Regions from separate parts of the Mus musculus genome. Here all the other regions are linked to region 2. The links are chromatin contacts, called in public HiChIP or PLAC-seq and promoter capture Hi-C maps. All regions are on one chromosome and are shown on one strand. Each heading gives the region's core, a stretch centred on a gene start, on an enhancer-like site or on the middle of the called end of the contact. The rest is flanking DNA. Distances are from core to core; before and after follow the strand shown.

Region 1 (7,781 bases), core at 2,174-4,673, 690 kb before region 2:
CGTGTGCGGCATGGGGATCCAATGCTGCCTCTCCAGCTGAGAGGATGCTAGGGAGAGGTGCTCCAAACTCTTCGTCTTCCTTTTCTCCAGTGGTCCAGGGGCTGAGGGACTGGCCCCTGCCCGGTGCCGGTCAGTGTGCCGTCAGCTCGATGGTCTTCTTCCGCTCCTCTCTATGATCTTCCCAGTCCTCCTCTGGCTCATATGTGCCTTTGACCACAGCCACACGGTCGTGGAGGCTCAGCGAGGAGGGGAAAAGCAAGTAGAAGTAGAGGATTGCAGCCAGGACGGCCCCCACGATCGGTCCTACCCAGAAGACCTGTGAAGACAGAGTTAGATCAGAGGAGGAGCCTCAGGGCTCAGGGACCATGATCTTCCCCACCAGAGCACAGACCCCATGGACCCTGAAAGGAAATGGACGCATAGATCTCCAGGCCTCCAGAAGGAACGGTGTCTTTCATCTCCGGGGCTGATTACTGTGAACCAGTCCTTACTGACAAGGTCATGGACCACAGACCCTCTAAGGAGGCAGGCAGAGCCCAGGAGAGACAGGATTCCCAATCCCACCCCAAAGAGAGGCAAGTGAGTTTTCTAAGGAGACAGACAGAGCCTCCAAAACATGTGTCTTCCAAAATGCAGGGCCCAGCAAGGCTCTACCATCCTTTTTGGAGCTTCAAGCTTGGCTAGCACATGGAGACACTGTCCAGGGGTACAGTCCCAGAAGAACAAGCCCCAATATCTCCATAGGGACAAATAAATACAGCATCAGAGGACAGATACACAGAGGGGCAGACAAAGTCCTCAGATTAACACAGACCCCCTGATGTAGCTTCAAGCTTGGCTAACACATGGAGACGCTGTCAAGGGGTACAGTCCCAGAAGAACAAGCCCCAATATCTTCATAGGGACAAATAAATACAGCATCAGAGGACAGATACACAGAGGGGCAGACAAAGTCCTCAGATTAACACAGACCCCACCCCCACTCCCATGTACTTCTAAAGACATTCTCTGTCCAACCCCCAAGATCTGGTCCGACAACACCCAGAATGTCCAGTCAATTCTGGATTTTCAGTTCAGTACGCTGCCGTGTTTTCAGGAGCCGGGGGAAGGCCCGCACTCACCCAGTGAGAGGGGCTGAACCGATTCATGACCACCGCAGGGCCGAAAGATCGGGCTGGGTTCATGGAACAGCCGGTGAAGTAGATCTGGGTAGATAGGGGGGTCACGGTGAGGAGGGTGCCATCCCTTCCACTCCCACAGAATTCTGACTCTCTCTCAGGGTCACACAGTGTGGGAACCAGCCACACCTCAAATCCAGGTTTCTCAGTCCCTAGGATGCTGACTGCCCACGCAGCCCAGCTGCCCACCAAACCACATTTCTTAAGCACCTGCTCTGGCTTGAGTCTCTGTGCTCGCCCTCCCTTCCACTTACTCAGCTTCTCAGTCCATGGAGGGTCTTGGGGGGGGATGGGCAACATCAAACCTAGAGTCCAGTAAGGCTACAGCTTAGATACCCAAGACCAGATCTTAAACTCTATCGGGTCTTATCTATCTGGAGGAGCTGGCATTCTGGGGTTCCACTGTTCATCTCCATGACACCCCGGTTTGTGCCAGCACTACTCACCCCCACAAGATGGCCCAGTGTGACCGACAAGCCAATGGATAAGGCTGGGGAGCCCACCGGGCTGGTGCGGCGGGAGTCCGTGGAGGAGAAGATGCAGAGGGCCAGCTGGAAAGTCAAGATTAACTCCACCACCACGGCCTTGCCTGGTGTTGTGTTGTTGCTGAGCTGCAAGGAAGAGCTGGGTTAGGACCCTGCTAGCAGCCTTCAGGCTCGGTGACAGGCTAGACAAGTAAGGTTCTGGTCTTCAAGGACACCTAGAGCCTGAGCTCTTGGAAGTCAAGTCCCCTGCATGATCCAGACAGGCGATTTGTTGGAGAAACTGCACTTCAGTGTGCGCAAGCTTGAAGCTCAGGCCTGTAGCCAGAGGGTAGGGTGTCAGCAAGTTTTCCTGGGTGCCATCGTGTCAACGGCTCTGCCCAATCCCCAGCCCCCATGAGCTGGCATTTACCCTCCCTCCTGTGGGCAGCTGCCCAGTTTGCCTACTGCAAACAGCCCCTGGCCTCCTATCCATGCCTGACCCGCTGCCGGTGCCAACTTCAAACCCGTCTCTCCAGTGTGTCTGACTCACAGCTTGACAATGGCCGAGAAAATCCTCCTCTGTGTTTGATTAATGAGCCCAGTTCACATGGGACAGGGGGCTGAATCTAGGGCTGCAAAGATGGAGAGACAGCAGGGGGGCAGGAGCAGGGGTTACAAAAGGGGGAGCCAGCACTGGGGGTGCATCACATCATGGCTTCTAAGTGTAATCCCCAGGGCACTGGCTGTGCTCTGATCACCTCCATGTCATGGGTAGTAAACTGGAAGCCCAGGGAGATCACGGTTGCTCCAGACCTCCATCCATCACTATCCATGGCTCCTTGGTGGGTCCCTTAAAACTACACCACCAAGGGGGGTCACAAGAAAGAAGTCACAGGTGAGATTAGAGATGGAAGGGATGTTTTGGCGGCCCTGGGGAGTTAGGCCAGGGAATGCAGCATAGGAGAGGGAGGGGTAGATGAGGGAGAATGTGAAGAGAAGCCAGGACCCGGGAGCACTGAGGTTGGCCAGGAGGTTGGTCAGCCTGCTCTTACTGGCTAAGTTATGCCCTGGTGTTTTGGTTGTACCCATTCTCAAGATGGAGGAGCATGGAAGGTCTGGTCTGAAATGTCCCCAGGGTCCCTGCCCATCCCTCCACAGTCTGGTGGACACTCACCGCATTGACGGCCAGGTTACCCCGGGCATTGCCTGGCGCCAACCAGTACAGGATGCCTGCTCCAGCAATGGCACCCACCAGCTGGGCTGCCACGTAGAAGATGGCTCGGAGCAGAGAGATCTGGTTGCCTATTAAGAGGGCCAGAGTAATGGCCGGATTGATGTGGCCACCACTCACAGGTCCCAGGGCTTGGGCCAAGGTACCTATGGCCAGGCCAAAGGCTATGGAGATCTGCAGAATGGTGGGCAGCGCCGAGGGCCACTTGAGTGCCGAGCCCAGGCCAAAGAAGACGAAGATGAGGGTGGCCAGGAACTCTGCGAACACGGCCTTGAAGAAGGCAACTGAACACACCTCCTTCTTCATGGTGGCCTTGGGGGCCCGGTGGCAGCGGCTGCGTCGCGGGGCGGCCGTCGGGGCGGCGCTGGCAGCGGCGGGCGTCTGTCTGCGGGGCTCTGCGCGACGTGCGGTGCCCACTCCGTGGCAGGCGGCCTGGCGCGGACCGGGCAGGGGCGCGCTATATAGAGGGCGCGCGCCCCGCGGCGGGCAGAGCGCGGGGGGGCCGGGGGCGGCTCCCGCGCCCAGAGGCCAGCGCAGCGCGCAGGGAGCGAGCCTGGCGGGCGCGCGCTCGCAGCCCCCCGCCCCGCGCACCCCCGGCCCCCCGGCCGCACAGCGGCGGACCCGCCCGGGCCACGTGACCCACGCGGCAGTGTAGACTGGCCCGGCGGTCTGGGTCGCGCGCATCGTGCGCTCAGCGCTGCTCCCGCGCCCTCCTGGTCGACGTGCGTGCTGGGCTCTCCTGGCGGCTGAGCGCGGTCCCGGCTCTCCTCTCGCACCGAGCTCTGGAAGTCCCTCTCCGGCCGGCCTTTACCGGCGTCCGGGGCCGGCCGGCAGCCTTCCCCTTTTCTCCTCCTTGGGCTCGCGCGACCGGAGCATCTTGACCCGGTCGGTCTCACCCACGGACGGGTCAGAGTGATGAGAGTCTCTGAGGACAGCGCCTCTTAGCTCCTTATCCGCCCGTGGCGGGGGCGGTTCGGCGATCGTGGGCCTCTCCCCGGTCCAGCCCGGCAGGAGCGGGGGCGTTGGATCGGGAGTACAGTGCCAGCCTGCTCTGCGCTCGGCAATCCTCGACGCCGCGTGTGGCGGTGCCTCTAGGCAGCGGGCTCTAGGAGGCGTTCTCAGTGGTAGCCCTTGGGGACCCTGGGGTGGTGATCAATTTGGGTTGTTTGGGCTTAGGGAAGTGCCTGAGACTGGGGTCAGAGGAAAGGGTCTTGGCCTCTTCTGTTTTCAACCCAGAACTCCATCACTTTAGTCACACTAGACCTCCGGAGTGGCTGTTTGCTTCTTGTCCCTGTTGGTCTTTCTCCCAACGTGACAGTCTCAGTACCCCCATCCCCACCTCTCTTTGTCTCTCTGTCTCTTTCTGTGTCTCTGGCCCTCTCCCTCCATGTGTTCCTGCGTTTCTGCGCCCTCTCCCCACCAGTCTTTTAGCCTTGTCTCTTTTCCTCAGTCTATCACCCTTTGACTTCTGAGTCTTCCTCTTTCTGCCTGTCTCTCTGACTCTTCGTTTCTACGTTTTCTTCCTTTTTTTTAAAACGAGCTGTCCATTACTGTTTCTAGCTCTATCTAGTTCGCCTGCCTTTAGCCTCTTTCAATCTGCAGGTCTTTGTTTCTGCCGGCCTATCTCACTTTCTAGTTTGCACACTCATACAGTTGGTTTTTCTCGTCCCCACCCCCACTCCATCAAGTCCTTGCACTCTTGGACTGGCCAACACATTTTTCTAGTTCCCAGCTTCCTCTTGTCCTTTTTTTCTTTGGGCTTCCAGACCCTCTCCATTGCTTCTCCCAACCCTCCACCTTCCCCCTCCGCAGGTTTGGCATGTGTAGAAGGAGATTGGAGGGAGGACCTTCTAGGGTTTGGGGGCAGGGCAAGGACCCATCCTCAGGATCCCAGAAAAAGAGCTGCACTCCCTCTACCCCGTACGGTTAGTGTTTGAGCACTTTGCACCGTTGCACCGTACCAGCCATAGAGCAAGGCCCAGGAAAGTCACCTCATGTCTTGGTCAGTTTTAAAAGCCTCCTAGGGTAATTGAGCCCTAGGGTGCAACAGAGGAAGAGAAAAGATACACGTGTCCAGCAGGGGCTGAGGGTGGAGCCTAAGGAAAAGCAAGAACGGGGAGGAGGAACTTTGGGCCAGGTGGCAGCTAAGAGGCCAAAGAAAACAGGGTCCAAAGAAACCCCACTATTGTTCCCGTTCTGCCTGGCATTTCCTGCTGAGCGGCTCTTCCCCAACGGCCCTGGTCAGGTGGACTGTTCTTTTCTCCGGAGTCGCAGGGCTATGCCCCCAGCAGAGCAGGGCAGTGCCTCCAGGATCAGAGACCTTCAGGCCAGACATCTTCCTGTGGCTGCAACTCAATTTCCTTCCCCGGCCACCCTCCCTCTTTTTGAATGCATCTTCTCTGCCCAGGCACAGTCTTCCTGGATCCATAGGTCTCACAATCTGTCCTTTTAGAGCGGGCTGGTCTCATGTGCTGCCTGGGAATTTGAGCCTTCTCTTTCCCAGCTAACAAAGGACCGAGAACTTGTTCTGGCTGGGAATATAGCTCAGTGGTAGAGTTCTTGCCTAGCATATGAAGGGCCCTAAGTTCAATGCCCAGTACTGGGGGATAGGGGAGAAAAGCTAGTTTTGGCCAGGCATGGTAGCTGTTATTTCCAACCTTCAGGAGGCAGAGACAAGCAGATTGCTGAGTTCAAGGACAGACTGATCTACATAGTGAGTTCTAGGTCACCCAAAGGCTACATAGTAAGACCCTATCTCAAAAACAAACAAAACAAACAAAAGAACTAGTTCTTGACATTTTATGGATTAAAAATATAGATTTGAATTGTCTCTACTTTGAAAGTGATTTAATTTCAAGCAACTTTGTGAGGAGTCCAGAAGTCAGAAGTCACTGGCTCAGGCTGGGATGGAGACCACAACGTGCCACACAGACTTGGTCACAAGGAGTCGTTTTGGTGTAACTAAGGAGGCTCCATCTGTCAAGGTTACCCCGAGTGGCAGCCGATTCTGTTTCCAAGGCTGTGTCTGAGATCTTTTCATATCTCTGACCATCAGTCAGGGTCACCAGATCTCTTACTGGGGACAAGGTGTGATAGAATTACTGGTAAATTTTGGGGAATATGGGAAGAGAAAGGAACCCCTGGCCACCCTTGCCCTAGAGTGTGGGCGAAGCTCCCGCCAGCTGAGAACAGTAAATGCCAACACATTTAGCAACATCTGCTTAAGGCCTTTTTCCTCTCACAGTGTAAATGCTCAGTTTCCTAGGTCTCTCAGGAAGGACCCCATTCACCATGAAAAGCTATCCTAGCCAACTTGTGAAGTCGTGGTATCTGTTGCCCGTTCCTTATCTCACTGTAACCCCATCTAAGGCTCCTCTGAAGCCACTTAATAGTCTGTTATAGAAGGGGGGACTCACTGGCTCAGAGTCACTAACTCCAAGGCAATAAACATTTGCTTAAGGCTTCTTCCTGCCCTGTTGTAAACCTGTAATTTTCTAGGAATCTCACCAGAAACACCCTTTACAGTAAAACAATGCATTCTATTCCCCCCCCCCCCCACCGCCACCCTAGTGGTTTCTGGTTTTATTTTATCAGATTGTAATCCTATCTCTCCAGTGCCACCTCCAGAGCCACCTTGAAATCTCATTTATTGAAGAAAAACCAGTTTCTTAGCAACCCTCTGAGAGTCACCAAAATGTTATGTATGGTGACTACGTAGACATGTCATTGGGACTCTTTATGGAGAAGTCCATACCCACCCACTCAGGGGTCTCAGTTTTTTCTTTCTCTTAATGGACTCCAACTCTGTTTCATGCTGGCTTCTCCTGGAGTTCTTTTCTGTGTCGAAGCCAAGGATCCAATTTTAACTAAACATTAAGGGAACTCAGGCACTTTTGGGTAACAATGGGGCTGTGATTCTGTCCCTTCCTCTGCTGTCATAGATACTATTCTTTAGAACTGGGCACTGGAGAGATGGCTCTGTGGTTAAAAGCACTGGCTGCTCTTCCAGAGGACCTGGGTTTGTTTGATTCCCAGTGCCCACATGGCAGCTCACAATAGTCTGTAACTATATCTGAGGGATGTCCTCTTCTGGCTTCTGTGGGCACCAAACACTCACATGGCGCACAGACATATATGCAGGGAAATGTTCACAACACATAGGACAAATGTAATAATAATAATAATAATAAATAATAATAATGATAATAATGTCTTTGCCTTGTGCACTCAAGGTCCTGGCCTTCCTGCTCAAAGGAAGCCCCCCTGGGAACTTTTGGGCTGGGAAGGATGGCTTCCCACTTATGGTAGAGGGACTAGAATCTTTCAGAGAAAGGCCTTTGTTCCATCTCTCCTCATCAGGGAACCTCTAGATTCCCTGGGTGGAAATGCTGGGGACCTGGGACTGTGTCTGGCACCTGGGCTGTACTGACCACTTCTAAGTTGTGGGAGAAAGCATTTATTGACAACTGGGCATTTACTGAATGCTCGCTATATGCAGAACCCCGATGTATTGACAAACGAGTGCTTACTAAGTGTTTACTCTATGCAGAACATTGAGTTAGACAAGACCAAGAGGGAAAGTAGGTAAGAGAATGTCCTGCCTTGGAGAGCTTACACTGCCTGAGAGGATGATATATGGACAGGACCACAGCTTGGAGATACAGACATCGAAGCAACTTTTGGAGGTATGAAGCCCTTGGGCACAGAGTAGGAAAGGATGCTACTGGGACAGAGTCAGCCTCTTCCTCCTGTCAGCCCAGAGCCCTGCATCCCCCAGCTTGGGGACCTGGAGGCCTGTCCCGCTGCCTTCATGCTGTCCTGTCTCTGTCTAGTTTGGGTGTGCCTGACCTCCACCTTCTTGGCTGGGTGCGCTTCAAGGGCTGGAACCATCCATGAGTCCTTGTGTCA
Region 2 (7,608 bases), core at 850-3,349:
GAGCTGGGAACAGAACCTGGTGTCTCCAGGAAGAGCAGCCAGTGCTTGTGATGGCTGAGCCATCTCTCCAGTCTCCTTCCTGATGATCTTGTCCTGACTTCCCTTCATGAATGGACTGTGATTGGAACATGTGAGCTGAAATCCTTTTCTCCCCAAGTGGCCTCTGGTTCTCATGTTCTCCACTACATTCTCCTGTAACTGAATGGGTTAAGTGTCTCTGTGATGAGGCCTGAGGGATTTAAAATAGATTCCATGGCCCAGAGGGGGAGGAGGTAGGCAACGGAAGGAGAAGAGAGCCATCCTCCACAGACCAGGACGTTAGGTGTCCACAGCCCTTTGGCAGCTTCCAAATGACAACTTACTCAGAAGATGATGTGCTGGGTGAAGAACATGCCTGAAAGCCCAGGACTCAGCACAGCAAGAATGAGCCCAGCTTGGCTGTGTGCGAACATCTCAATCAAAGGGAAATGGGGATGTTGCTCAGTGCATAAAGATCAGTTGTGTGCTTGCCGGGCATGTCTGAATCCTGGCTTTTTATTTTATTTTTAATTAACTTATATACTTGTTTTGTTTTTTGTTTTTACTTTTGTTCTGTTTTGTTGATGTCTCTCTGTGTCTGTCGCCTTGGCAGTCCTGGAACTCACTTTGTAGACCAGGCTAGCCTTCAACTCACAAGAGATCTGCCTGTCCCTGCTCCCCAAGGGCTGAAATTAACACCCCACCCCACCCCTAACGTTTATTTTATTTGTTTTTTTGTTTTGTTTTGTTTTGTTTTTGTTTTTGTTTTTTTCGAGACAGGGTTTCTCTGTGTGTAGCCCTGGCTGTCCTGGCACTCACTTTGTAGACCAAGCTGGCCTCGAACTCAGAAATCCACCTGCCTCTGCCTCCCGAGTGCTGGGATTAAAGGCATGCGCCACCACGCCAGGCTACGTTTTATTTTATAAGTATGGGTATTTTGCTTGTACCAATTGTATGCCTGTTGCCCGAGGAGACCAGAAGACAGCATTGGACCCCCTCCCCATCGGATGTGGAGTTACAGAAAGAAGGGAGTTAGCCATTGTGTGGGTGCTATGAATCTAACTCAGGTCCTCTGGAAAAGCAGTCAGTGCTCTTAACTGCTGAGCCCTGAAGGCCCTGGTTCTGATCCGAGCACCACACAAACCTGGTGTGGTAGTGCATGGCTAATTTCAGTGCTGGGAAGCTAGAGGCCAAAGGAGAAAACATTCGCTGTCAGCCTGCTCTGTGAAGTGAGTTTGAGACCAAGCCTGAACTACATACAGTAAAGTCTGTCAAAAGAAGGAGAGGAGGGATAAAAAGTGGGTATCTGGCAACCATTTGAGAGGACATAAAACTTGGAAAGTCCTGGCCTGGCAAGGTAGATCAGCAGGTAAAAGCACTTGCCACACAAGCCTGGTCAACCGGAGCTCAATCCCTAGAGCCCGCTGAGGAAGGAGAAGGTGGACTCCCAAAAGCCCTCTGACCTCCACAGGTGTGCTATGGCATGTGCTGGCAGAGACAGACACAGTAGGGTTTTTTTTTGTTTTGTTTTGTTTTGTTTTTGTTTTTTTTTTTAATGTCTCAAACTGGATTGTGTCAGGCTCTGTTCCCAAGAAGATATAAAACCACCAAGGAAAATGATCCTCTGGGATCTCTGCTTGGTTATGGATGAGTGTTGAGAGAAATCGGGGAGACTTGAGGAGGAGCACGGAGATGGGAGGCTTTGATGGCTTGCCCAAAGGGCTTGGATGGCCTTGGAACTCAGACTTCCCGGAGGACAGCAGAGGGCATGGCGTGCCAGGGTAGACTTTAGGAAAGCAAAGACTAGTGCCCAGGAAGATAGTTTGGTGCCTAATTTAGACTCGGAGGTAGAAGGATGCTTATCCAGGCAGCCAGGACTCTAAAGCTTCAGGGATTTCCTAAGCAGGTGCCTGCATGGTTTCCAGGATGGGACACACTTCAGTGGAGTAATGGAACAGTGGTGTCCAGTTGTGACTGCTAGATCCCCCGCCCGGGTGGGAGGGGGCGGGACAGCCCTGAGAGAAGGGCGGGGGGCGGGGCCCGGGACCACTTAAGGCGGAGTCAGGGCGTTTCTGGGAGCACGGGAGCCGGGCAGCAGAGACTGGCTGGGCTGGCACTCACCCTCGACCCACCTGCTCTGTAAATGGTAGTCTATCAGTAGTAGGTTCCAGGTTCCCCAGGGCATGTAGGCAGAGTTAGCGGCTGCCAAGTGTTCAGAGCCACAGCGCTCCAGGTACTCTGGGACCTTCTCTATCTGCGGTGCTCTTTAGCTCCTGCGGAGATGCCCAATTGACAGGAGAGCCAGTGAGGACAAGAACGCTCCCTTCCGACCCAAGTCCACGGCACCCATGGCTCTGCCGGCCAGTCTGTTGCCCCTGTGCTGCTTGGCACTCTTGGCACTATCTGCCCAGAGCTGCGGGCCGGGCCGAGGACCGGTTGGCCGGCGGCGTTATGTGCGCAAGCAACTTGTGCCTCTGCTATACAAGCAGTTTGTGCCCAGTATGCCCGAGCGGACCCTGGGCGCGAGTGGGCCAGCGGAGGGGAGGGTAACAAGGGGGTCGGAGCGCTTCCGGGACCTCGTACCCAACTACAACCCCGACATAATCTTCAAGGATGAGGAGAACAGCGGCGCAGACCGCCTGATGACAGAGGTAAGGAGAGTTTCTCCCCACCTGCTCTACCACACCACCAGCTCCTCAATTTTCCTACAACAACCCTGGAGGATGAACTGTTCCTTCATCCCCAGAGACCCTAAACTAAAATAAAATAAAGTGAGATCTCCTTCATCACACCCTTCAGGAAAGCAAATAACCTGGTGGCTGGATAGTGGTTCGGAGGTATCCAAATGGGGAGAGAGTCTGCGATGGGGAGGGGGAGGAGGAACTGCCCAGTGAGAGTGAATCTGGGAGAGGCTGGAGCGAGGGCGGGGAAAGGAGGATGGCGGCAGGCGAGACGGGAAATGGCTGAGGCGTGGACCGGGGGTCAGTCACCGAGCCAGGCAGGAAGGGCTGGGGTGAGCTGGGGGCCAGGAGCTGGCTATGATAGGTAGACTGCATAAGGCTTTACACTTAGCCTGGCTCTTGGCCTGATGTCCAAAAGCTCTGTGAGCCAAAAGAAGGGGGCTGGAAAAGAGATGGGCAAGAGTCAGGTTACCAGACCAGACCATCTACCTGGGGATGGGGTGGCCATTGTCCTTGGCACGGGAAAGGTAGCCTATACTAGGGTCTAAACAACAGACTTTGGGGTGGGGGTGACCAAAAAACAGTCCTCAGAACAGACAGACACACCTGAGAATCAAGGGTTTCTGGGCCATCTAAACTCACCTTAGCTTGAGGACTCTGCTTTGAATATCAGCTAGCATTCTGGGGTACATGCTACAGAGGGGCACTGAACCAAGCCGACTCAGTGGGCCATGGCTTGGAAGGGAAGGGCCCAGAGCCCCTATGGCCAGTGCTGTAGAGTGTCTGACAGGAAACTCAGAAGACGTGTTTCTCCATCCCACCCCACCCCTCATTTTATATCTGAGAGCTGGGCTGCAGGAGAGGAAAAGCAACTTAATCAAAGCCTCACAGCCAAATTGTAGCATTGCTGAGAGCAGGTTCAGGACTCCTGGTTCTCAGTCCTATCTACTTTCCATTACACCACCTAATTGTGTGTGCAAGGGGCAGGCAGGGTAGTGTGTGTGTGTGTGTGTGTGTGTGTGGTGTACGGATTTCCTCTGACTAACTGCATAGTTTTCCAGGTTATGTGGTTAGGAAAACCTGTACAGGGGAGAAAGAATTTCTTTCCTCTCCCTTCCTTTTCTCTCTCTCTCTCTCTCTCTCTCTCTCTCTCTCTCTCTCTCTCTCTCTCTCTCTTCTTTCCTTACTTATCTATTGAGACACTACATAGCCCTGACAGATCTAAAATTTGCTAGGTAGCACTCATAGAAATCCTCCTGCCTCTACCTCCTGATTGCTGGGATGGAAGGTGAGAACCAATTACTCCGAGCCAAGAATCCCCTCTTGTCCCAGTGATGAAGCCATCCTCTTTCCAGTAAACTGGGAAGGCCCTTCCCTTCCTCACCTTGGCCCTGGGACATTACAGTCCTTGCCTCTGGCTGAAACCTGCAGTAGAGGGATAGAACAAGCGACAGGCTTAGGAGGCCTCCAGGGGCCTGGGAAACCCCCCTAACACACACACCCAGTCCTGCTTATCTCCCACACCCTGACTGCAAAAGGACTCCATTGAGTTGGCTCTGTACTGGGCTACTGCCCCCGCAGGTCAGGGCCTTCTTAGGGGACAAAACGACACAAAGTTAGAAAGAGCTACCACTTGTCCAGTGCCTCTGCAGAGGTGAAGTTGACTAGAAAGAAGGGTAGGGGGCAAATGTCCCTCTAGCAAACACTTCCAGTCCAAGTTCGAGGTGAGAGACAAAGAAAAAAGTTGTTCTCGGCCGGTCCTCCTGCGCTCCTGCTCCTGCCTTGTCCCCGGCTCTGGCGCGCCAAGGTCTCCAACTCCCAGACCGGAGCAGCCAAGATAACTGTGGCCTCCCTCCCCCGGGGGTGCAGGCCCGCGGCTGTGGCTCCTGTTGCTCCACTCCCACCCTGAGCAGGGAAGTGGGGGCAGCTCCACGCCAGGGCAGCTCCATTCTCAGGTGCTTCTGCTCCCACGCCTTTCAGGGATGATTCTGGAACAGAGACGGGCGAGATGGGGGCTCTCAGGACTGACACAGTGGCAGTCTGGCCACGCTGGGGGAGGGGACCTGGCGGGCGGGAGCGGGGATGTAGGGCGCGGCGCTCTGCCCTTTCCTCTCCCTGAGCCGGGGCGGCTGAAAAGCGTCTTTGTAGCTGTAGCTGCTGAGTCCGCTTCTCCCGACGCGTTCCCGGCCTCGGCCCGAGATTCTCGCTTAGTTAAGTCATCCCGGAGAATAGCCATTGTGCTTCGTGCAGCCCCCGCCACCCAACCCTTTTTCCAGCAGCCTTGATCCCACGCGGCTCCTCTTGGGCACCTCTGTAGGGGCGCACCCAGACCACCAATGGGTTAACGCTAGAGGCTGAAAGGAGGAGGAGGAAGGAAGGAAGGAAGGAAGGAAGCAATGCCCAGTGCCAGGGAAGGCAACCAAACAAAAGATGAATCAGACGGAGGGAGGGCAGCTGGGGCCCGGGGCGGAGGTCAAGCTCAAATAGGGCTCGATTGGGGAGCCAGGCCCTCTCTAGCCAAACTTCCATTCTCCCTCTCTACTACGGTTCTCTCTGATTGTGATGAGGTCATGGAACAAATAGGGGTGAGGGGCGAGCCCTGTTAATGTGGGAATAACTAGGTATGTACACCCCCTCTCAACATCAGACCGGTTCGGTTCTCCAAGCATGCCCAGGCAAGGGAGTACAGACTGGTGACTGCACCTATTCACATCCTCTCTTGCCCACGACTCCCAAACGCTGGGAGAGGGAGTGAAATGGATCCAGAGAATAAAGATGCTTTAATGTTCCTTCTGCCTCGCCCTTCTTCACCTTGCCTGGTGATGGTGGGAAGTGGGAAACCCGCTTCTTTATTCCCCCCATTAGCGTTGCAAAGAGCGGGTGAACGCTCTAGCCATCGCGGTGATGAACATGTGGCCCGGAGTACGCCTACGTGTGACTGAAGGCTGGGACGAGGACGGCCACCACGCACAGGATTCACTCCACTACGAAGGCCGTGCCTTGGACATCACCACGTCTGACCGTGACCGTAATAAGTATGGTTTGTTGGCGCGCCTAGCTGTGGAAGCCGGATTCGACTGGGTCTACTACGAGTCCCGCAACCACATCCACGTATCGGTCAAAGCTGGTACAGTAGAGGCCAGATGATGGTCCATCCAAAGGGGGCTCTACCATAGCTTTCTTGCTACCCTAAGGGAGACCAACCAGGCTAATGCTTGTAAAAACACTCTTCCATTCCCACTCCTGGTGGGGCTAGATCCCTGGGAAATTAAGCTGTCCCGGGGCTGGTGAGGTCTACGTTGGGCTTGACCCACATCTTCGAGACTGTACTTGCACTGGCTGATCCGGACTTAATCCTTTTTATAATTGTGGCTTGCAGATAACTCACTGGCGGTCCGAGCCGGAGGCTGCTTTCCGGGAAATGCCACGGTGCGCTTGCGGAGCGGCGAACGGAAGGGGCTGAGGGAACTACATCGTGGTGACTGGGTACTGGCCGCTGATGCAGCGGGCCGAGTGGTACCCACGCCAGTGCTGCTCTTCCTGGACCGGGATCTGCAGCGCCGCGCCTCGTTCGTGGCTGTGGAGACCGAGCGGCCTCCGCGCAAACTGTTGCTCACACCCTGGCATCTGGTGTTCGCTGCTCGCGGGCCAGCGCCTGCTCCAGGTGACTTTGCACCGGTGTTCGCGCGCCGCTTACGTGCTGGCGACTCGGTGCTGGCTCCCGGCGGGGACGCGCTCCAGCCGGCGCGCGTAGCCCGCGTGGCGCGCGAGGAAGCCGTGGGCGTGTTCGCACCGCTCACTGCGCACGGGACGCTGCTGGTCAACGACGTCCTCGCCTCCTGCTACGCGGTTCTAGAGAGTCACCAGTGGGCCCACCGCGCCTTCGCCCCTTTGCGGCTGCTGCACGCGCTCGGGGCTCTGCTCCCTGGGGGTGCAGTCCAGCCGACTGGCATGCATTGGTACTCTCGCCTCCTTTACCGCTTGGCCGAGGAGTTAATGGGCTGAGCTTCCAAGGACAGAAGTCCTCCAAGCTTCATACGAAATCGAAACCGAAGCCCCAAGACCTGCTGGCTGAGATCTGGGGATGTGAGCCGCAGGTGATGCTGATAGGGGAGGGGGTGAGAAAAGAGAGAGAGAGAGAAAGGTGGGCTGTACTAGGAACTTCTTGGTTTAGGCAACTTTTACCCGAGAAGAGTGGTGTCTGGTCCTTGGTAACCGGGTTTGCTGGTAGGCACTCTTTAACGAGGACTTTTTTGCGTCTTCCCCAGTCGCACCGGATAATTTTATTTTCTATTTATAATTTGTAATATGATGACCTGCTTGCCCAGCCCACCAAGGTGAGGGCCTGGAGCTTGGCTTTAACACAGTCTGACCCAGCTAGCCAGCCAACCTGACGGCTCACACCCTCACTTTTCCCTGCAGGTGAGTTAATAAAGGGAAGGCTTTATTGGAAACCACCTTCACTCACCTCCAAAGAGGAGGAGAACCCGGACTAATCCGAGTCCACACCTTACTTCCAATTTGCCCTTCTTCCTCAGCACGATCTTCCAAACCCTCTTGCTGCAAAGGGTGTCCCAACCTGTCAGCAATAGACCAGCAATGTCCTGCCCCTTTTAAGGTACTGGTTCCACCCCTAGTCAGGACCAGAACTTCACTTGTGAGGATGCATACCAACTGTGAGTGGGGTGGGGCTAACCAAGGCAGCAGGAGGAGCACTTGGAGTCCTCTATTGTTAGCTATTCTGGCCTATCCCTGTAGGCTGTCCATTGATCATCAGCCTAGAGGTCATCCTGCCTGCTAAAACGGTCTGATTATTTTCTGGGATTTTGGTAGGCCAACTGGCGAACCATGGGTGTTCCTTACAATCCGCCACACATTTGTGGCCAAAATAAAGATTCTAGAGTGATCC
Region 3 (7,536 bases), core at 4,698-7,197, 520 kb before region 2:
AAGACAGGCCCCGAGGGGCCTCTGGGTCCAGAAAAGAATGGGGTGCCAGCCCGGTCTAGCGCTGAGAAGGCCAGGGCACTAGTGCGGTCTGGTGAGTGTGCTGGAGACGTGCCGCCCAGCGCAAGACCTCTGGAGCAGCCAGAAGCTAAGGGTATCTTTCGGGGAGCAGTGGCCTTGGGCACAAGCAGCCTGAAGCAGCAGGAACCGGGACTTACAGATCCTGGTGCCAGAGTCTACTCCTCTCATTCCATGGGAGCTCGAGTGGACCTGGAGCCCATCTCACCGAGGAGCTGCCTCACCAAAGTGGAGCTGGCCAAGAGTCGGCTAGCAGGGGCTCTGTGTCCCCAGATGCCCCGCACACCTGCAAAAGTGCCAACCTCAGCCCCTAGCCTGGGCAAACCCAAAAGCCCTCACAGCAGCCCGACAAAGCTACCCTCCAAGTCCCCCACCAAGGTGGTACCCCGCCCTGTGGTACCCTTAGGCACCAAGGAGCCCCCCAAGCCTGACAAAGTGAAGGGCCCACCCTGGGCAGATTGTGGCAGCACAGTTGGCCAGCCTACATCCCCAGTAGCCGGCCCCGCCGACCCAAGCCAGGGCTCAGAAGGGCCAGCCCCACACTCGGCCATCGAGGAGAAGGTGATGAAGGGCATTGAGGAGAACGTGCTGCGCCTTCAAGGTCAGGAACGGACTCCGGGCTCCGAAGCCAAACACCGCAACACCAGCAGCATCGCCAGCTGGTTTGGCCTTAAAAAGAGCAAGCTGCCGGCTCTGAACCGCCGCACTGAGGCTACCAAAAACAAGGACGGGGCCGGTGGGGGCTCCCCACTCCGGAAAGAAGTCAAGACGGAAGCCCGGAAGCTGGAGGCTGAGAGCCTCAACATCTCCAAGCTGATGGCGAAGGCAGAAGACCTGCGCCGAGCCCTAGAGGAAGAGAAGGCGTACCTGAGCAGAGCCCGCCCACGGCCTGGGGGCCCAGCCACCGTGCCCAGTCCTGGTCTGGGGCAGGCGCAAGGCCAGCTAGCCGGCATGTATCAGGGTGCAGACACCTTCATGCAACAGCTACTGAACAGGTGAGGCCTGGGAACAGGGGTCAGATACTCAGTGGGCTGGGTCGGCCCCGGGAGTTCAGAAGTCATACAGTGCCAGGGACACACCTGGGAGCTGGTGACCTGGCCAAGACCAAACTTAGGACTCATAAAATGGGTTTAACTACCCTGTCCTCCCCACTGGCTGGCTGGTGTTAGCTCAGTGAGACTAGCTCTCATTTGCTGTATTACCTTTCCCAGATCCCTGTCTCCTGCAGCCCCTCAGGTACCTATATAAGGACACAAATACTGGTTCCTAGCCAGTCTGACGAAAGTCTACCTTGGGGAAGGGACAAGAAGGCTCCCCTTTGACTCCTGCCACTATGGTGTTGTGGTTTAGAGAAGGGGACCACGTTCAGTGTTTACTCTGTCTAGGCCATCTGGGTAAAAAAGCTAAAGAACTCAGGCCCTGAGAAAGGCATTCATTTTTGGGATACCCTGTTCTCAGAAATCCCAAGGCAGCAGGCCAGGATTGTGGTGCGTAATCCTGGGTGTGAACTGGTCTGTCAGTGAGCTAGGCACAGTGACCCTGGGAAGGTGGGCTCCCAGGATCTTCCCTGTCCCTCCTGTCTGCTTGCCCCTCCACCCACCCTGCCTTTCCTAAGCTTCAGGAGGTGTTGAAGAGGGTGTGCACAGGCCCCTCTCCCCAGGGTGGGCAGCAGTGCACACCTCTCTAGGGCCAGCAGTGTTGGAGGGTTTGTGGCTGGTGTGTGGGTCTGTTTCGTTTCGCTAATTAAATGTGTCTCTAAGACAAACTACTTTTATAAAGGGGAGGGGAGTCATTGTGGCCCATGGTTTCTAGAGATCTAGGGGCCACATCTGGTGATTGCCTTCTGCTTCCAGAGTCCTGTGGCAACCCAGAGTGTCATGGGACGAGGCACGGAGTGTGGTGCTTGGCATCTGCCTCGTGAAAAGCCACCAGTCACAGGGGTCTGTGCCCTCATGACCATGACTAATCCTAGTTGCTTCCTGAGAGGTTCTGCCTCTGAAAGCATTTCCATCTTGTGTGCTTGTGTGAGACGGGGTCTGAATAGGTAGGCTGGCCTGAAACACTCTGTGTAGACCAGGCTGGCCTCAAATTCAGAGCCCGACCTGCCTCTGCCCGGCACTGCCCAAAATCATCCCTACCCTAACGCCTCCTTAGGAAAGGTACTTTACAATACCTAAAGCCTTGATGGGCACCAGCTAAGCCTGGACCTTAGCAACTGCTAAGCCCGGGAAGCTGGGCCTCCCTCACACCCATCGCACTCTTGTCCCTAGGGTGGATGGCAAGGAGCTGCCCCCCAAGAGCTGGCGGGAACCCAAGCCTGAGTATGGGGATTTCCAGCCAGTGTCCACTGACCCCAAGAGCCCCTGGCCTGCCTGTGGGCCTCGGAATGGCCTGGTAGGCCCACTCCAGGGCTGCGGAAAACCTGGGAAGGTAAGTTCTCGCTCAGTGCCTGTGCAGCGGGGGGGCCTCGGGAGGCTCTGGAATGGACACTCAGGTCTCCTGTACCCACACAGCCCAGCAGTGAGCCAGGAAGGCGGGAAGAGATGCCCTCTGAAGACAGCCTGGCGGAGCCAGTTTCCACCACGCACTTCACAGGTCAGCAGGGTTCCCTTCTCTCCTCATTCCCTGCCCCCCCCAGTAGTGCCAGGTCCTGGGTAGCATCTTAGTGCTCAGCCATGACTGTTGGGGATGTAGATCTCGGTGGCGGTGGAGAAATGATTCTCCCTGCCCTGAGGGGCACCTGTGCGAAGCTGAGGGGGAGTAGCAGGGGTGGGGTGAGTTCTGCAGGAGGAGCCTTTTGGGCCAGGAAAACCCTGAGTGGGCTGGCCTGAGCCTGAGCCTGAGCCCCATTCTGTGTGCCCTCTCCTCCACAGCCTGCGGCTCCTTGACTCGAACCTTGGACAGTGGCATTGGGACCTTCCCACCCCCAGATCACAGCAGCAGCGGAACCCCCAGCAAAAATCTCCCCAAGACCAAGTCACTGCGCCTGGATCCCCCACCAGGGGCACCCCCAGCTCGGCCTCCAGGCCTCACCAAAGTCCCCCGCCGTGCCCACACACTAGAGCGAGAGGTGCCGGGCATAGAGGAGCTGCTGGTGAGTGGGCGACACCCCAGCATGCCAGCCTTCCCTGGACTGCTCACAGCTCCCCCAGGCCACCGAAGCCATCAGACCTGTCCCGATGGTGAGTGTCCCCTCAAGTGGTAGGGCATCCCTAAGAGGCTCCTTGGAGCCGGACCAATGCATCCACTTCCCCCTTCTTCTTGGACAGATCCCTGTGAAGACCCAGGCCCTCCCCCACCTGTCCAGCTGGCCAAGAACTGGACCTTCCCCAACACCAGAACAGCTGGCAGCTCCAGCGACCCCTTCCTGTGCCCACCCCGACAACTGGAGGGACTGCCTAGAACCCCCATGGTAAGGCCACAGAAGGGAGGAGAGAGAGGCCTGGGTGCCTGGAGGGAGAGACTGGGAGATGGATGTCTCTGAGCTGTGTACAGCCAGCCAGCACCTCCTCTGGAGGTGAGGATAAGTTCGCCCACCCATCCCATTTTGGAAGAAGGCTTCCATTATTCCTGCCTCTGTGGACCCCCACAGCAGTCAGGGTGGCTACGATTCCTCTCTGAGCAGTACCTCTCCTCTAGGCCCTGCCCGTAGACCGAAAACAGAGCGTGGATCCCAGCCGCACATCTACACCTCAGGGCCCAGCATTTGGAGGCAGTCGTACCCCCAGCACGTCGGACATGGGCGAGGAAGGCCGAGTGGCCAGCGGGGGCGCCCCCGGGCTGGAGACCTCAGAATCCCTAAGTGACTCCCTCTATGACTCGCTATCCTCCTGTGGGAGTCAGGGTTGAGGGACCGCACCCACTACAGTTCCTCTGGAGCTAGGGACCCTCAACGACCTGCTTCCGCGCTCCACGCCCCACGCCTTTGGGCCGGTGAAGCTTGACCTGAAGGGACCAAGGAGAAAGAGGATAAGAAGGCGATGGGGGGTCCCTGGCGTATGCCACTGCTGCTGTGGATGCGACAACCATGCTCAGCTCAGGGAGAGACCTCATCCCCAGTCCCTTGACTCCCCCAGAGTAAGGCTCTGCTCTACGGGACCGGGGGCTCCAGGCTGCTTTGTCCCAGCTCCCACTTCAGGCCGAGCCATCTTGCGGTGCTAGGCTTCCTGCCCGCCAGCTGTGCCACCTCTGCCCAACCTGGCTGCAACCCTGCCCCAAAGCCCCCATGGGGCTGATTTTGGAAGCCCCAGGCTTATGGAGTTTGGGGGTGAGGGGGACAAGTCGCCTTCACTCTGCCCTGGTCCTCCCTGCTGTCTGAATGGTGCTGCCTCCCTTCCCCACATCGTGGGGTCTGTTTGTCTGTCTTCATCTTTGTTTTTATATATATATATATATATAAGCGCCTGGCCCAGTCCCCACCCCTACCCGCACTGCGGTTAATTTATCTGTTGTTGAAAAGCAGCCCTGCTTCTGCAGCATCCCTAATAAAACGTGGAGGCCTCTCCCCACCGTGACTGTTGTGTGGCAGCCCCCCCTTTGTGCTTGCTGGCTTCTCTATAATCCTTCGGGTGGACTGGTGGGTAGGTCCAGGGACCCTCGGGTGCTCTAATGAGGCTCTGTGCCCTTCCCCTGGAGGAGCTGGCTAGAAGGTGACTTACAGTGACCTGTGTAGATCTGAAGCCCAGAGGATGTCACTGACCAGAGGGCACACAAGGCCATGCAGCCTTGGTGAGAAAGATGGGGAAGAGGCCTGTGATCATGCGCTCAAACCTCTCTATGCTCCAGGTTGGGGACTGGCCAGTTCGGAGCAGTCCCACTGGCTTTATATATAGACACGGGACAGTCAGTGACTACCCAGGCCGAGAGGGGAAGAGCCTGAGAGGACTACCCTCACACCGGCACACTATGCTGTCTCTCAACTCACTTCCTCGTGCTTTATAAACCATCTCTATATGACTCGGGAGCACTAGAAGCCAAGGATATTTATCACCAGAGCTGGCGTTCCTAAAAAAACCTATCACTACAAACCTTGGTTTTCCTCATCTGTATATTAGACTGAGAGGCCAGGTGGCCCCGCCCCATCAGCAGCCTGAGGCCAGGTGGCCCCGCCCCTGTTCTCCTTCACGCTCTACGCTCCGCCCACATCTGCCATCTTCCCTTAGCTGACGCCATCACTGAAGAAATTAACAAGACCAGAACAGGGTCTGACAATGCAGTTTTGTCCCTGCCCCTTCCTAGGTGTACTAACGGAAGTCTGCATCTTGGTTTCTGACCAACTCCTGACTGGTTTCTTGACCTGTTATTGCCCTAAGCCTGATGCATTACATCATTTCCTGTTAGAACTGCGTTGGCCTCCTAGATCCCATTCCTTCCTGGAAAGGAGTTTGGCATGGTGGGCTTTCATCTTCACTTCAAAGCTAAGACCAAAATCCATGTTCTCGACAGGGTCTGCTCAGTATGCTAGGAATTTGAAAATACCAGGTGCCACCTCGGTCCCTGGGTCAGAATGAGTTGACTGGAGAAATGTCCCAGGGCAGGATAGGCTGCAGGAACCATAGTGGTCCCGGGAGGCAGCCCTGCCCACCATGGTCAGCCATAGCCCACATGACAATCTCCCCCTCCCCCAACTCCTGCCTGATCCCAGTCAGCCATAGCCCACATGACAATGGCCCCCCTCCCCGGACCCAGGGCTCGGTTCCAACTGAAAGAATTTGAGGGCGGGAGCATGTGGGTTTATTGATACTCCAGGGAGCCCGGTTTCTTGGCGCTCAAGGAAAGCTTTGCTGAAAACCTCCTTGATCATGGCTGGGGCAGAACACTTGGTGTCTCGGTTTGCAACAGCTGCTTGTAAAGTTACTGTGACCTCACTCTCCTCAAGAACAATGGGCGAATGTTCATGTAAGACCTCAGCCGGGTTTCCCAAACACAGGAAGTTCAGACTGCCAGACAGCTGCCCTCCCCCAAAAGGCCAAAGCCAAAAGGCGGGAAAGAGGCGGGCTCCGCACACTGGCACCTCTCCTTTTGCAGGAAGCCCCCCGCCCCCACCCCTCCCTCCGCGACACCCACACACACAAAGAAAAAGAAAAAAAAAATAGCCTCTCTAAGGCTGCCAGGGGTTTATTTTATTTCCTTTTTTCTACTTTTCCCCCCCACAAATAGTATGTTTTGTTTCCTTTAAAAAAAAAAGTTTAAAAAAAGAAAACATGCTCTGTAGCAAACCCCAGCTCTAGATCCCCGCCCTTATTCTCTGGGGTAATTCAAGTGTATAAATAAATCTCTTAAAGCCAAAAGTTCACGGTAAGTACTTGTGGGGTCGTCTGTGATTTTAGGGAAGGGGACCAGCTGTTTTTTAAAGATTTATTTATTATTATATCTAAGTACACTGTAGCTGTCTTCAGACACACCAGAAGAGGGAGTCAGATCTCATTAGGATGGTTGTGAGCCACCATGTTGCTGGGGTTTGAACTCAGGACCTTTGGCTCGGAAGAGCAGTCAGTGCTCTTAACCACTGAGCCATCTCTCCAGCCCCGGGGACCAGCTTTTTAAAAACGTTTTAATTATTAAAGACCTACAAATCTGGGTTGATTCACAGCCCTCTGTCCAGTTTCAGGGTACGGTTCTTGCTTGTGGGAACATGAACCCTAGTTTCAAATAGCTGGCACCTACATAAAAGCCAGGCTTGAAGGTGTGTGTCTATAACCTCAGCACTTGGGGGTGGGGGAGGGGGCCAAGCCAGGTGGATATCAGGACTTGATAAGTAGCCAGTTGGGTCAAATGGTAAATCGCAGGTTCAATAATAGATTGTCATAAGAAGAAAGCAAGGCCCAGCGTGCTAGCACTTAGGAGGCAGAGGCAGGCAGATCTATGAGTTCTAGGACAGCCTGGTCTTCAGGGTGAGTTCTAGGACAGCCAGGCCTACACAAAGAAACCCTGTTTCCAAAAAAAAAAACAAAAAACAAAAACAAAAAAGAAAGAAATGGTCTTTTGGAAGCCAGGTGTGAGGTGTTGACACTTTGGCATCAGCATCTGGGAGGCAGGAGGCCAGGCCTTCCTGAGCTGCAGAATGTAGTAGCCTCAGCTACAGAAGACCCTGTTTCAAAAACAGTCAGACCCCTGTACAGACTCAGGGGTAAAAGGCCCTTGCCACCAAGCCTGACTCACTTCTCCAGGCCCACATGGTGGAAGGAGAGAGCAGACAGCCATCGGTTGTCCTCTGACTTCTGTGTGCTACGTACTTGCTCACACATAAATATATTTAATTAAAATAAAATATGTAAGTATATATGTTTTATAAGAATATATGGGGCTGGACAGATGGATGGCTCAGTGGTTAAGAGCATTGCTCTTCCAGAGGTCCTGAGTTCAATTCTCGCAGCAACCACACTGTGGCTCACAACCATCCGTAATGGGGTCTGATGTCCTCTTCTGGTTTGTGAAGACAGTGACAGTGTACTCACATAA
Region 4 (7,286 bases), core at 4,470-6,969, 560 kb before region 2:
ACTTACTGTGTACGTCTTTCTCAACCGTTCAGAATCTGGTTTTGCCAGTCTCCCGTGACGTGTGGCTAAAGTCAACAAGAACGATTGTCCTGACCCAGCTTCTGGCTCACTGGAAACTGGCTGGTCCTTGGACATCTGGCTCGGACTCTGGCGATGGCATTCCTCTGGAGCCCCCTGTCGAATGCTTGTACTCCACGGGGTTCTGTTCCAGCACCCCCTCTCCTCCTGCACGACTTCCTCCACCCTGGCTCAGTTACCCCCAGTTTTAATGACTCATAGATTCCATTAGTCCAAATCCTCTCTCGAACCTCAAAAGTATGTATCCAAAAGCCTACATTACTGTTTCCAATCTTTTTTTTTTTTAATTATTTTTTATGGGTATGAGTGTTTGAGCTGTGTACTACATGCCTGCCTGGTGCCTGCAGGGCCAGAAGAGGGAGTCGGATCCCCTGAAACTGGAGTCACAGGTAGTAGTGAGCGCCCGTCAAACCTGAATCCTCGAGAAAAGCATATATTCATTGTCCACAACGCTGGGTAACATAAAGCCAGTTCATCCTTCCACACCATCCCTTCCCCATCCCTGCCAGCCTCCTCTCCCCCAGCCTCTCTCCCGCTTTCATCACATGCATCTTAGCATCCTAACCTTTCCACGTCTTGGAACGCAGAGGAAATGGTGGGATTCTCTAGGCTGGATGATGCACTACAGTATATATAGACAGGATTGTCCTAAGGATTGAGGTTAACATGCAGTGTATCTGTAGCCTCTCCTGAGGAACAGCAGCAACTGGGAAGGGAGCACTAGGAAGGGAGCACTGGGAAGGGAGCACTAAGAAGGGAGCACTGGGAAGGGAGCACTAGGAAGGGGGAACTGCAAAGGAAGCACTCAATGTGGATAGGCAATTTCCAGTAGGGTACCTTCTGGCCATTTCTGTTTGTTTGTTTGTTTGTTTTCAAGATAGGGTTTCTCTGTGTAGCCCTGGGTGTCCTGGAACTCACTTTGTAGACCAGGCTGGCCTTGAACTCAGAAATCCGCCTGCCTCTGCCTCCCAAGTGCTGGGATTTAAAGGTGTGCGCCACCATGCCCAGCTGGGCTTTTTTTTTTTTTAAAAAAAAAAAAAAGATTCATTTACTTATTTTACATATGTGAGTACCTGTAGCTGTCTTCAGACACACCAGAAGAGGGCATCGGATCCCATTACAGATGGTTGAGAGCCACCATGTGGTTGCTGGGAACTGAACCTAGGACCTCTGGAAGAGCAGTCAGTGCTCCTAATCATGGAGCCATCTCTCCAGCCCCACTTCTGGGCATTTCAGTGCCAACCTGTTTGGAAGCAAGCAGGCCATCTAAACCTCTTCTTCCCCAGCATCTTTTATGTCAGTGAGCAGCCCTCCTGGCTGCAAAGTCTGCCATTTAAAGGTCTTGGCCTCCTCTCTGCGTCCCTCCCCTTCTAACCCCAAGGTCCATTGCTTCTACAGCTATGTATGCCATTTTCTTTGTTTGGTGTTTGGTTCTTGGTTTATGGCGACATGGTATCTCTATTATGTAGCTCTGGCTGACCTGAAACTCAGAATGTAGACCAGGCTGGTCTCGAACTCCCAGAGATCCTTCCCAAGAGGTGAGATAAAGGCATGCAGCACATACCCAGCCTGCCATATTTTCTGTGTCTCTAATACCCATCACTCCTCTCACAGTCCTGCCCCAGACCACTCACTTTCCCTCCTTTTCCCCAATTATTATAAATCTTTCTGCCTGGTGGCCCTGACTTCAGTCTGTCCAGACTGTGACAACAGCGATCTTTCCAAAATACAGCTCTGAAGCCAAGTGTACTGGCGCACACCTTTGATCCAAGCGCTGGGAGGCAGGCAGATCTCTCCGAGTTCAAGGACAGCCTCAACCCATAGGTCATGACCCCTTTGGGGGTTAAATGTCCCTTTCACAGGGGTCACATATCAAATATTCTGTATAGCAGATATTTACATTACAATCCATAACAGTAGCAAAATTACAGCTACAAAGTAGCAATGAAAATAATTTTATGTTCCTCACCGGAGCATGAGGAACTGTACTAAAGGGATCGCAGCATCAGGAAGGCTTTGAACCCCTGTCATAGGGAACTCCAGGCCAGCCAGGGCTACACAATGAGACCCAGTCTCAAAAACAAAACACAAAATATTAGCCTGATTATGCATCCTACCAGCTCTACCCCAACCCTCACCTAAAACCACACAAGAGTCTGCTTTGCTCTTAGGATACTTCTCACATTGGTACGTCTGCAAGTCATCCCTACTACTTAGCCTGGTACCATATGCTCAATGCCTGGCATAGAAAAAAACGTGCAGTAAAAATTTGGGGGACTAAGCCCAGGACCTCATACATACTAGGCAAGTACTCTCCCACTGAGCAATATCCCCATCTCTTTATTTACTTTTTATTTTGAGATAGGGTCTCATTTAATTACCTAAACTGACATTTGAACTCACTCTGTAACTCAGGCAGGCCTTGAATTTGTGATCTTCCTGAGTAGCAGGGTCCTTAAGCCTGGACCATTAGGTCCAACAAGAAGAAGGGGGAGGAGGAGGAGGAGGAGGAGGAGGAGGAGGAGGAGAAGGAGGAGAAGAAGAAGAAGAAGAAGAAGAAGAAGAAGAAGAAAAGGAGGAGGAGGAGGAGGAGGAGGAGGAGGAGAAAAGAAAAAAATAATTAAAAGATGTGAGCAGATCCATCATATCTTACCAGTGAGAGATTTCAAAGTACATTGGCAATGCTTATTCCTGTTGAGAAAATTAACTGAGCACTAGCCAGCACCTTTCTCCTTCTTAGTAGGAGTAGTAATATCTAGACTGTGTCCTGAAGTTGACCCAACCTAAAAAAAATAGGCAGGTTAGGGTATTCTGAGAAGCTAGTTGACAACCCAACTATCTCTTAATTCCAGGAGTTCTAAACTTGGCCATCTTCTCAGCCAGCACGGCAGCAAAGTGATTCAACGCCAACCTCTGAAGAGGGAAGACACCCAGCGCTAAATGGTCAACCACACAGCATTAAAGCAGAGAATGTGGGAAGGCAGCTGAGTACCCTGATGCCATTGCAGAGGACCAGGGTTAAGTCTCAGCACTCACAAGGTGGCTCACAATCACCCATTATTCAGTTCCGGGAGATCTGAATTCAAATGCCACTGTGAGTAGTGAGGGCGTGGCTTTCTAGGGTCATCATCACTATATACGCAGTTATGCCACACCATCACACGGGTGTGTAAACAGCAGTCTACAGCCCCAGCCCCCAAGAAGTCTTAGCTCATCTTATTACAAACAAGGGAAGGATGTCATTAGTGATGCAGACTAAGAATGGAGAATAATCAATCTTGGGGCTTCAGACTTTTAATAAATTGATTAGTAAAACCGAGTCAAAACGTAGCAAGCCTCACCCAAGAAAATAACCGTGGAGCGCTGCTACAGCTTCACAGCTGAAGCCTGAAGCCTATCAAAATAGCAAGTGCTCCAGGGCCAGCCAGGAGGGCAAGGCCATGGACAAATGCTCTGTCTGTGCCTACTAAATAAGGGTGAGCACATGAAAGAGACAAAACAAAACATAAAACAAACACTCTAAGCCGGGCAATGGCGCGCACCTTCAATCCCAGCACTCAGGAGAGAGGCAAAGGCAGGTAGATCTCTGAGTTCGAGGCCAGCATGGTCTAGAGAGAATTCCAGTACACTCAGTCTCGATCAACCAACCAACCAAACAAACAAACAAAACAAAACAAAACAAAAACCCAACCAATCTAGATGTCATTTGCTTCCAAAAATTCAGTCACCTGCAAAACATTTAAAATAGTTAGAAATACCTGACGGACTTAAGATTTCCATCCCAAGACGCAAGAACCGCAGATACATCATTTGTGTTGGGCTTCAAAACCCTTTGAGGGGAGATTGTGTCTAATTATTGTTATCCCCCCGGGGTCAGCACATTAATCCCTATTCCGTAAATACGGGATGACTGGCCAAGGATTAATCAGTCCTGTAGTGTCCAAAGGCACCCTCAAAGAACATCAAGAAACAAGATGAAGAGGGAGTGGAAGGCTGTGGATTTGGCTCGGCACCAGAGTGCATGCTTGGTGTGTGCATGCATGCTCTAGGCCTGGTGGCACACCTGCGGTCCTGACACCCAGTACATGACACCTGTGTCCTGACACTGGGGGGCAGAGCGTTGGAAGTCTGCCTGAATTGCACAGCGAGACCGGAGGTGGTGGTGGTGGTGGTGGTTGTTGTTGTTGTTGTTGTTGTTGTTGTTGTTGTTGTTGTTCTTCTTCTTCTTCTTCTTCTTCTGTTGTTGTTGTTTAATCCAAAATGACTCCCTTATATAAATGCTCATTCTGTTTTCCAGATAAAACCTCTTGCATTGCCCCCCCCCCCCTACAAAAGAGGATTTGCTTGCTATCCCACTCTGGTAATTAGCTTCTTGCCAATCACTTGTCTTTATTCCTGCCTGGGTCCTACTCAAGTTCTCCATCTTTAGACTCCCACTCTAAAATGCCTTCTTCAGAGAGGACCCCTTAAATGCATCCCAGCCAACCTGACCACCCTACATTCTTGTAGGGCACCCGTTCTTTTACTGGACTAATTTTGCTTTAAGTCTCATTTGTACACCTAAGAGAGAAGCAATATTAATAAAATATACAAAGTGTCCAAAGATACCTCTGAATTCCCCTGTGTGCGCATCCAGGCCAGTTAATACAGTGCATATAGCTGAGGATTATAAGGTATCCACCGAAGGGCAAGGAAGTGTTTAAGGACCAAAATGGAGACAGAAGCTATAGGATCATGACAAGTTCAAGGTCAGCCAGGCCTATATCATGAGTTCCTGGCTAGCCAGAGTTAGAGATCCTGTCTCAACCAATCAGTAACAACAAACAGACCAAGGACAACCGTACTGAGCTCTTAAGTTGCAAAGGCCTGCAAGAGTTAGCTTGTTTCCTCCCGGTTAGTGAAGTGACTGGACTGTACTTTCTTCTTCCCTGACAGAAAGTAGCTAAAAACCAACCACAGTCTCTTTTTTCTGCACTACAGATCTACCTGCCTCTGCCTCACAAGTGCGAGGATTTCTCATGAGCAACCACGCCTGGGTCTGCCTTGCTTCTTAAACCAGCACTGCTTTCTACACATGTGCCTGTTCCTCGCTTCCAGTTTCCAGATTTCTGGGAGGTCCCCGACCTAGAGATGGAAAAGAGAGGCGGGTGCATTTCAGGCCAAGGAGACACTCAAGCCTCTTCCTGTAGATTTGCACCTAACACGTATGCAGCAAATTACAAACACGCTCTCAACCACATACACGTGCACGCCCAGACCCACGGAAGCAGACGCGCATGCCCGTGGGCCCGCGCAAACCTACTTAGTTTTCTCTGTTCTAAATGCCCCGGCTCCAGTCCCACTCGGCCGGGCCTGGCATCCCGATCCCCAGCACCAGGAGCACCGGGAGCACCGCGAAGGCTTTGCAGGTCAGCTCCGGCCTGAGGAAGAGTGTTTCTCCGCAGGGGGGAGGGGAGGGGAGGCCCTGCCCACTCGGGCGGAAGCGGCGCGCGCCGGCCGGGCAGACTTAGCTCTCGTCCTGGGAACATCTGGATAGAGCTGGGAGGGGCAGGCACCCAGGCTGAGCGTGGATTGGCTGAGCGGGAGGAGGGAGGCGGGGTCTGGGCGAGGGGCGGGGCTCATTGGCCCCTTTAAAGCCTTGACATCAAGAGGTGGCTCCGGTACCCCCCTTTTCCTGCACCCCCCTCGCCCTCCCGCCCCCGAGATGCGGCCATGGACCCTGTGGACCAAGCCAGTCGAGCTCAGCACCTGATTTCGGTAAGTTCAGGCCTGTTTGGCATTTAACGGGCTGAGAGGTGGGGGGCCGCACGCCCCGGGTGGGGGCCGCGGAGTGTGGAGTGAAAGGCTCTCGTGGCAGCTTTGGCTGGAAGGGGCAGCGAGCGAGGCTTCCGGCCCACACCTCGACGCCTGCCGGTCCCTCGCGCTGCACTCTCCCAGGAGGGGTCCTGTTGTGACTTTGTCCACCCCCCCACCCCACCCCCTCCCGCCCCCTGCGCCATCCTCGCGCACACTCGGTGGCCCCGGAAGGGAAACTTTCGGGAGTGGGGGGATGTTCCGGTGGCGGGTGTCCCTCCCTCTTTGAAAGCACTGACCTTGCCCCCACTGCGCATCCCACCCTCCCCGTATCCCACGGTCCCGGTAGCGTTTAGCGGTGCTGGGTTGCGGAGGGAGGGGGCTCTCCCCAAAGCGCAGGCGCAGACTGCAGCCCGGGGCACCCCTTCGCACTCCTTCCAGTCCCTGTGGCCCGGGGCTGTAGGGCGTGGGGGAGGCGGGGAAAGGCGGAGTGACCGGGTCTTGGGAACCACCCTGCTGAGGCTCTGAGGGGCTGTGGGAAGAAGGGAACCCGACAACCTGCATGCTGAATAGAGGCTGAGCGAAGGAGATGGGTTGGGCTGGAGTAAGGGACAGGGCAGCCCCGACTGAAAAGGTTTCTGGGTTTGGGCTGGGGTGCTGAAAAGAATGCAGAGAATTTATTTGTGCCTGACATTCCCTTGGTTTAGCAGGCCCAGGAGAGCGGCAGTTGGGACCCCAACTCCCTCTTTTTATATCCTGGGCGGAAGGCCCCTCTTGTCTCTCTAGCCTTGGCGCTGTCCCAAGGGCACAGAAGGCCTTCATCTCCTAAGCCTGGTTTTCCAGAGGGCTCACATGAACCCACCCAGCCTGCCCAACAGCTGCTTTTTAAAGACCGCCTTCCTCAGGAGCTGGAGGTTTTAGGCTTGAAGGCTTCCTTAGGTTTGGAGGCAATCTTTGATTTCCCTCTCCGCCAACTCTCCCGTTCTCCAGTGGGCCCTCCTGCTTAAACACAATTGTCAGCCAGAGGAAGTGGTTGGAGACAGAGGCCGGCAATCAGGACTGGTTTGAGGAACCATGGGGAAGGAGTCTCTCACTATTGTGTGCTCAGGCCTCTGAGGGGAAGTGAGCATTGTACAATTGCTTTGTTGTAGACCCTCTTCAATCTTACAGGACCCCCCCCCCTCCCAATCTGGCCTGAAAACCTGGCTCTCAGATTTTTAAAACCCATCCCTAGTGTGTGAGCAGAGTTCCTTGTATTCCCACATAGATTGTTTGGTTTTGTTTCCAGCACCTGTGGTCTACCTAAGGTGTCTTTGGCTGTACAGTATTCTCCAGCTCTAGCCTTTGGAAGAGTCGGGCTTCAGAGAAGGGATGCACTCCACCACATGGCAGAGAATATTCGTGTATGTGCACTG

Evidence for each region. Promoter capture Hi-C pulls out the DNA fragments that hold promoters and counts their contacts. HiChIP or PLAC-seq counts read pairs in DNA pulled down with a chosen protein or histone mark.
Region 1: a contact with region 2 is called in an H3K4me3 HiChIP or PLAC-seq map of embryonic stem cells, with 5 times the contacts expected there. The contact joins the promoter of Aqp5 here to the promoter of Dhh in region 2. A contact is called at or near these places in 2 of 39 promoter capture datasets (both in liver) and 1 of 115 datasets of contacts at active chromatin or transcription factors (embryonic stem cells).
Region 3: a promoter capture Hi-C map of liver shows a contact between it and region 2, with 2.3 times the contacts expected there. The contact joins the enhancer-like site here to the promoter of Dhh in region 2. A contact is called at or near these places in 7 of 39 promoter capture datasets (3T3-L1-derived adipocytes, embryonic stem cells, frontonasal cranial neural crest and 3 more) and 1 of 115 datasets of contacts at active chromatin or transcription factors (embryonic stem cells).
Region 4: a contact with region 2 is called in an H3K27ac HiChIP or PLAC-seq map of microglia, with 5 times the contacts expected there. The contact joins the promoter of Nckap5l here to the promoter of Dhh in region 2. A contact is called at or near these places in 2 of 39 promoter capture datasets (hippocampal neurons and pre-B cells), 1 of 115 datasets of contacts at active chromatin or transcription factors (microglia) and 2 of 9 other capture datasets (liver and pancreatic islet).

What each region holds. Positions count from the first base shown.
Region 1 is chr15:99,586,670-99,594,450 of GRCm38.p6, reverse strand. Aqp5 (aquaporin 5) reads right to left here and starts at 3,423. Exons shown (of 4, transcript NM_009701.4): 1 at 2,817-3,423; 2 at 1,625-1,789; 3 at 1,122-1,205; 4 at 1-316. The coding sequence starts at 3,179. The coding sequence ends at 131. All of the region lies in intron 3 of Gm34765 (a long non-coding RNA gene), which reads left to right.
Region 2 is chr15:98,893,031-98,900,638 of GRCm38.p6, reverse strand. It overlaps Dhh (desert hedgehog), which reads left to right and starts at 2,099. Exons shown (of 3, transcript NM_007857.5): 1 at 2,099-2,669; 2 at 5,565-5,826; 3 at 6,079-7,608. The coding sequence starts at 2,367. The coding sequence ends at 6,704.
Region 3 is chr15:99,419,087-99,426,622 of GRCm38.p6, reverse strand. It overlaps Nckap5l (NCK-associated protein 5-like), which reads left to right. Exons shown (of 13, transcript NM_001001884.1): 8 at 1-1,070; 9 at 2,346-2,505; 10 at 2,589-2,670; 11 at 2,949-3,257; 12 at 3,345-3,487; 13 at 3,715-4,589. The coding sequence ends at 3,924. Among named protein-coding and RNA genes, the nearest start is that of Nckap5los, 10 kb to the left of the region's middle. RefSeq lists an enhancer at 5,066-6,669. Within about 2 kb of position 5,947, at least 174 of the 459 cell types and tissues checked have an H3K27ac peak or open chromatin away from gene starts, as enhancers often do. A contact at or near this core is called in embryonic stem cells, liver and pre-B cells, where this site is marked.
Region 4 is chr15:99,456,181-99,463,466 of GRCm38.p6, reverse strand. It overlaps Nckap5l (NCK-associated protein 5-like), which reads left to right and starts at 5,719. Exons shown (of 13, transcript NM_001001884.1): 1 at 5,719-5,835.